Regions from separate parts of the Mus musculus genome. Here region 2 is linked to region 1. The links are chromatin contacts, called in public HiChIP or PLAC-seq maps. All regions are on one chromosome and are shown on one strand. The core of a region is the stretch at or near the end of the contact, and the rest is flanking DNA. Distances in the headings are between cores, read along the strand shown. Region 1 has its middle 86 kb from the start of Gm32240. Region 2 overlaps Fggy (FGGY carbohydrate kinase domain containing).

What was found. HiChIP or PLAC-seq counts read pairs in DNA pulled down with a chosen protein or histone mark.
Region 2: a contact with region 1 is called in a RAD21 HiChIP or PLAC-seq map of pro-B cells, with 10 times the contacts expected there. The contact joins two enhancer-like sites. A contact is called at or near these places in 2 of 15 datasets of contacts at CTCF or cohesin (large pre-B cells and pro-B cells), 3 of 484 Hi-C or Micro-C datasets (the 63-12 cell line, CD8 T cells and bone marrow-derived macrophages), 3 of 115 datasets of contacts at active chromatin or transcription factors (the 230-238 cell line, T-cell acute lymphoblastic leukemia and large pre-B cells) and 1 of 9 other capture datasets (adipose tissue).

Annotation. Positions count from the first base shown.
Region 1 is chr4:95,292,905-95,295,604 of GRCm38.p6, reverse strand. No RefSeq gene overlaps it. Among named protein-coding and RNA genes, the nearest start is that of Gm32240, 86 kb to the right of the region's middle. Within about 2 kb of position 1,289, at least 1 of the 459 cell types and tissues checked has an H3K27ac peak or open chromatin away from gene starts, as enhancers often do. A contact at or near this core is called in pro-B cells, where this site is marked.
Region 2 is chr4:95,776,699-95,779,398 of GRCm38.p6, reverse strand. The region is part of intron 8 of Fggy (FGGY carbohydrate kinase domain containing); the gene reads right to left. Among named protein-coding and RNA genes, the nearest start is that of Hook1, 190 kb to the left of the region's middle. Within about 2 kb of position 1,353, at least 31 of the 459 cell types and tissues checked have an H3K27ac peak or open chromatin away from gene starts, as enhancers often do. A contact at or near this core is called in pro-B cells, where this site is marked.

The DNA.
Region 1 (2,700 bases), core at 40-2,539:
TGAGGCTTCATTCTATAGATGGCTTCCATGAAGTCACTGACAAGATCCCTGTTGGGGATGGATGGAGGATAGTCAACAGGGTACTTTTTTGTTTGTACTTTGTTTGTTTGTTTGTTTGTTTGTTTGTTTGTTTTTGAGACAGGGATTCTCTGTATAACCCCGGCTGGAACTCTGGAACCCTGGAACTCACTCTGTAGACCATGCTGACCTCAAACTCAGAAATCCACCTGCCTCTGCCTCCCATGTACTGGGATTAAAGGCGTGCACCACCACGCCTGGCTTAACAGAATACTTTCATGATGCAGCAAGTTATCCCTCTCTCGATTTATGCCTGCAGATCTTTGTTTAGCTTTGTAGATCTTGTTCATCTAGTCTTGGTCTTGAAAACTGTACCACTTAAGCTTGAAGAAATTCACTACACTCAAATGCCCACAGACATTGATCTATTCTAAATTCTCTGCTTCCCATGCAATATCACATGTCAAAATTTTACAACCCAAGGTGATAATATTAGAAAGTGATGGGGCATTGAGATCCAATTAGGATGGAGCCTTTGTGAGCAGGATTAGTGCCTGTGTCCATATATGATGCTGTAAAATGTATTACAGACCAGACTATCTATAAGTAATAGAAATTTATTTCTCCCAATTCTGGAAGCTAGAATGTCCACAATCAAGCTGATGTGGAGTATGGTGAAAACCGATCTTGACTTTTAAGATGGTCCCTTGCTCCATCCTCTTGAAAGGATGGATACTACGTCTTCACATGGCAGAAAGGACGAAAGTGGGCTAAGTGCCCACTGGAGCTTCATTCTAGAGGGTCAGAATCCCCTTTATAAGGAAGGAGCACTGCTGACCGAGTGACTTCCCAAAGGCCATACCTGGTAATATTCCTGTATCAGAAACCAAATACCAACATGAAACACAAAGAGTTGAACCACAGCAAGTGCTCTTCTTTTAGCAAGTGCCAGACCACTTCTTTACCACTCCCGTGAGTGGGGAAAAGGCCAGAAGCCTTCATATTTGAAGAACTAGGCCACTGACAAGCACTGAATCTTCAACACCTTGACCTTAGGCTTCCCATTTTCCTAAACTTTAAGAGACAGTTGCTACGGTTTATCAGTCCCCAAGTTTGTGGCACTTTGTTCTAAGTTCAGGTAGATATTCCATCCATGAAAGGTGCTGAATTTCCTACGGGGGGGGGGTGGGGGGTGGGGGGTGTCATACCTTAAATAGGACAAAGAAGAACCCCTGTCTATAAGCAATCAAAGGGAAGTCCGCCATCTAGTGACAGTAACTGTGGGTAACTATCCCACTGGGTAAACAGACTCTCGAGAATTCAAATCAACAGTGAGGGATAGTGTTTAAGTACAGCACAGAAGCAATTTTTTTTTTTTTGAGACAAGATTTCACTATTTAGACCAGGCTGGTCTAGAACTCAGAGATTCCCTGCCTTTGCTTCCCAAATGCTGGTATTAAAGATGTGTGCCAATATACCAGGCCAAGCCCAGAAGTTTGAATCATCAAAAAGGAAAGTAGAATTTAGTAATTAATTAAGTAACATTACTACTCTTTAATTTTTCTTTCCACTGGGTCTAACCTTTCCTGTTATGGAGAGAAAGAGATGCAGTCCCTCCCTACTTTTCAGTATAAATAATTGGAGCAATTTTTATACCATGCACTGGTTAAATTCCTGACCATTACTACAGGGTCACCTGCCTTCTCACTTCTTCATTTAACAATGATAGAAAACTCCATTTATTCTAGGCACAAAGATGGTTAACGCTTAGTCTCTGGAGTCTCTGGCACATATATCTTAGCAGGGGAAGTGGAGAAAAATAAAACAAAACACAAACCAACAAAACCACAATTACAACCAGATACTGATCATGATGAGGAGAGCGACAGGTAGTATTGGGGCAGCACACACATACACAGTCCATCTGGGGAAATGCATCTGAGATCAGAGAAGGTGAGCTGGGGGAAGAGTCTGGAATGAGGAGCATTTCAGCAAAGGACGAGCAAAATCAGGCGTGCCAGGTTTCATCAAGGGGAATGAGCCAAGGACCAGTATGAGAATGTGGGAAAACTGCAGTTTGACAGTCATAGGATTAAGTCACCAGGGCACACCAAGAAGGAGGCTGAACCTCATCAACCAAAGTAAAAAACTTCAGGTTTCATATTGTGGCCAAGTCTATTGGCAGTAAAGGCTAAAAACTCTGTCCCAAGACAGAGCCTGTTCTCCAGAATTCCAAATTTGAATGCTGTAAGTCAGCCAAACTCCAGTTCATCAAGGTCCCTGCCACACCTGCTTGCCCATGCCCTCACATGGAATGTCTGTCTGTCTGTCCCTGCCAGGTGCAGTCCTTGCTCCCTTGAGTGTAAAGTCAGTTTTCCACGAGGAAAGGAGAAGGGCATGATCAGACTCTTGCCTTACACCGGTTCTCTCAGGGAGATTTGGAAAGGTCCCCTGGGGGCAGAGAAATCCCTTAGAATGGCACTGCAAAGGTCCAGACAAAAGCTATTAAACACCTATAGCTGTGTCCTGGAGGCATAGTGCCACAGAGGAATGGCAACAACTGTGGAGCTTTTGATTATCACTCCCTCCATCATTCTTCGAAGGCATAAAGAGGCTCAATAATCTCAATGAAGTGTTGACCTGGACTTCTGACTCCAGGATACGAGACTGTACATTTCATCC
Region 2 (2,700 bases), core at 104-2,603, 480 kb before region 1:
TTATTAAAGCCTTCTCCATAGTACCCCAAACAAGGTATACCACTGTATGCCATATGGTGGGTCCTTTCATGGTGGTTCCAGCACACATATCACTCTTAGAAGAGGAGATTAAAAATTACAGAACATCTTAAAAAATACTAAGTGCTTATGTGTCCTTCATCAACAAATGGCAGTTCCTCTAGACCACTTCTGAAAGCAGTTATGTTCTACACAGCCAAAACCTTCAACAAATAGAATTCACTAAGGTTTTAAGATCTGTGGCAATTATCCTTTTGTCTTCCTAGGTTCAGCCCAAATTCCTAAGTTTCATCATTTGTTTTTACTTCTTTTAGAATTTCCATGGATGCAATATTTTTGTGCCTACTTCTCTCATTTCTTCTTTGTGTTACTTTATAATTGTTGCACTTATCCACTATATGTAGATGCAGTCTATTCATTAAACATGTAAGTCAGCATATGAATATGATAGTTTAGCAATATGTTCTACTAATGGAAATCCAAACAGGGGATAGTATGATATATGATGTATTAAAAAGGCTCTGTGTATATTGTTTCACAGTGCGGGAGTTTCCCCAAGATTTTATCTAGGAATGAAATTGGTAGAGTGTTGAGCATATGCATACTTAAATGTACTTTGACATGATTATGCAATTTACGCTTCCTCCCCATCTCTTCCTCTGGACTATAACTGACTCAAGGGCTACTTCTACTCTTCGTTATGCCCCATGCCTGGCTTGCAGTCGGTGTTGAACAAGGAAGGTACTTTGGAGCTAAGGCACTCTATATTGAACATAGGTCTGCCAACCTAATAACAAAACCTATGGGTTTTTGTTCTACCACATTTTCCTTATCTACAAAAACTTTATGATCAGTTGTACGGTATTACTTACTTCCCAGTGTAATAGGACTGATCAAATGTAGATCGAGGTAACAACACAAGAAGGTATGGGAATTGTTACCACTGTTTCTCCACTTTGCACCTGGACCAGAGGCCCCAGGATGGGACATGTGAGAGAGGCTTGTCAACAGGAAATGTCCCGTGCATTTATATGGATTAATATAACTTTGTGGAGGGAAGTAGGGTTTCAAATATCACTGCAAAAAGAACAAGGGAGACCAATTAATGGTTCTGAGTCCACACTGCACCTGTGTCCCCAAACTGTTCACTAACACAAATGAAGCTTGCTGATCAAAACAAGCATTTTTAAGTGCTTTTTATCCTGTGGCATGGTTTAACTGTGCTCAAGCTCAAAGCAGAGCTGTGCAAAAGCTGGATTAACAACTGTGCTCCACTCTGCACTGTGGATTCAAAAGTAAAGGCCAGCTTCTTATTTACATGGAAAGATCTTAGGCTTTTGTGGTTTCCTGTTGTGCCCTGGTGCATCTGCACTTTGGTTTCTGGGTTTGTCTTTAGAGCGATACAAACAGTCTCTCTCACTATTCAAGAGAACATAAAAATTCCACAGTCTCTAATTGCTAGCAGATTTTACCAGATCCTCTGTCATGGCTCCTCAGAACAGCTGGACCTAAGCCTTCCAAAGGACATCTTCGAAAGGATAGTGATTTGAGAGATTCCTGTAGTGTGCCCAACACCAACCAGGGACGGGCTCTTCAGCTTGATGCTATTCGTATTTTATTAATATTTATTCATTTACTTCACTCTTAGAACCATTTATCATACATTTAGGCTCTCGTTTATATAAAATATCCTTTGCTAGGGACGGAGAAAAATAGTTGTGGAAAGATTCGGTTGTCCTCTTATGACATTTGTTGCAGGCATTTTTGAATCCCCCATTACAGCCTTTGTAGACACTACAATTATAGACCCTGTGGCTCATGGCATGGCTCCCTAGCAGAGCACATGCTTACCATACACAAAGCCCTGGGTATTAGCCTGGCACTAATAAGTAAATAAATGAAATAAAGTAAAATGAAGTGAGAGATACTTATCTACTGCTTTCCATAAGACCTTACTAAATCAGCCCTCATGGTTGGGGCTGGAGTTTCTCAGGTCTGATATGTGCCTATTAGCTGAGCTGCACTGGCTTACGGCTCAATGGAAAACATAGAGAGGGAAACAACTAATGACATGTAACCTGGAGTCCTTCCTGTAGCAAACCAGACTCTGATCAGCTATAGAACCCTTGAAATCTGAGCTAACAATGATGGAGCAACAGAGGATGCCATGAAAACAGCTTAGGGGTTGTGTAGATGGGCACCCAAGCTGTTACCCTTTCGCTTATTAGCCGTGGTACATGGAGTAAAGCCCTCAGTTCCTTTGTGAAAGAAGAAAGGAATAAAAGAAAAGAAAACATCACCTGTTCTTACTGTTGTACTGCCTCTGGGCACTGAATTCCTTAAATACTTCCTACACTGAAAAGCATTGAGAAAAAAAAATTCTTTTTTTCATTCTTATTTTATTTCTTTCTAAGAAGAAACCCCATAAACAAGAAAAACTAAACAGCCACCAAGAACAAGTCCTCTGTCCATCACTGGGGCTTTGCTCACGGGGTCTGCTTTCTCTCTATGGTTGTGTGGTTCCTCTCAGGGTCTGGCAGACTTTTAAGAGCATGCCCCACAGCTCAAACTGGTCCCAGGGACATTCATAAGATATTCATCAAGAAGAAGAGTATCTTTCAAAGAATATATAAAAAAGTCTCTATGATGTCACTTCCATCATATATTACACAGGGAAATGTA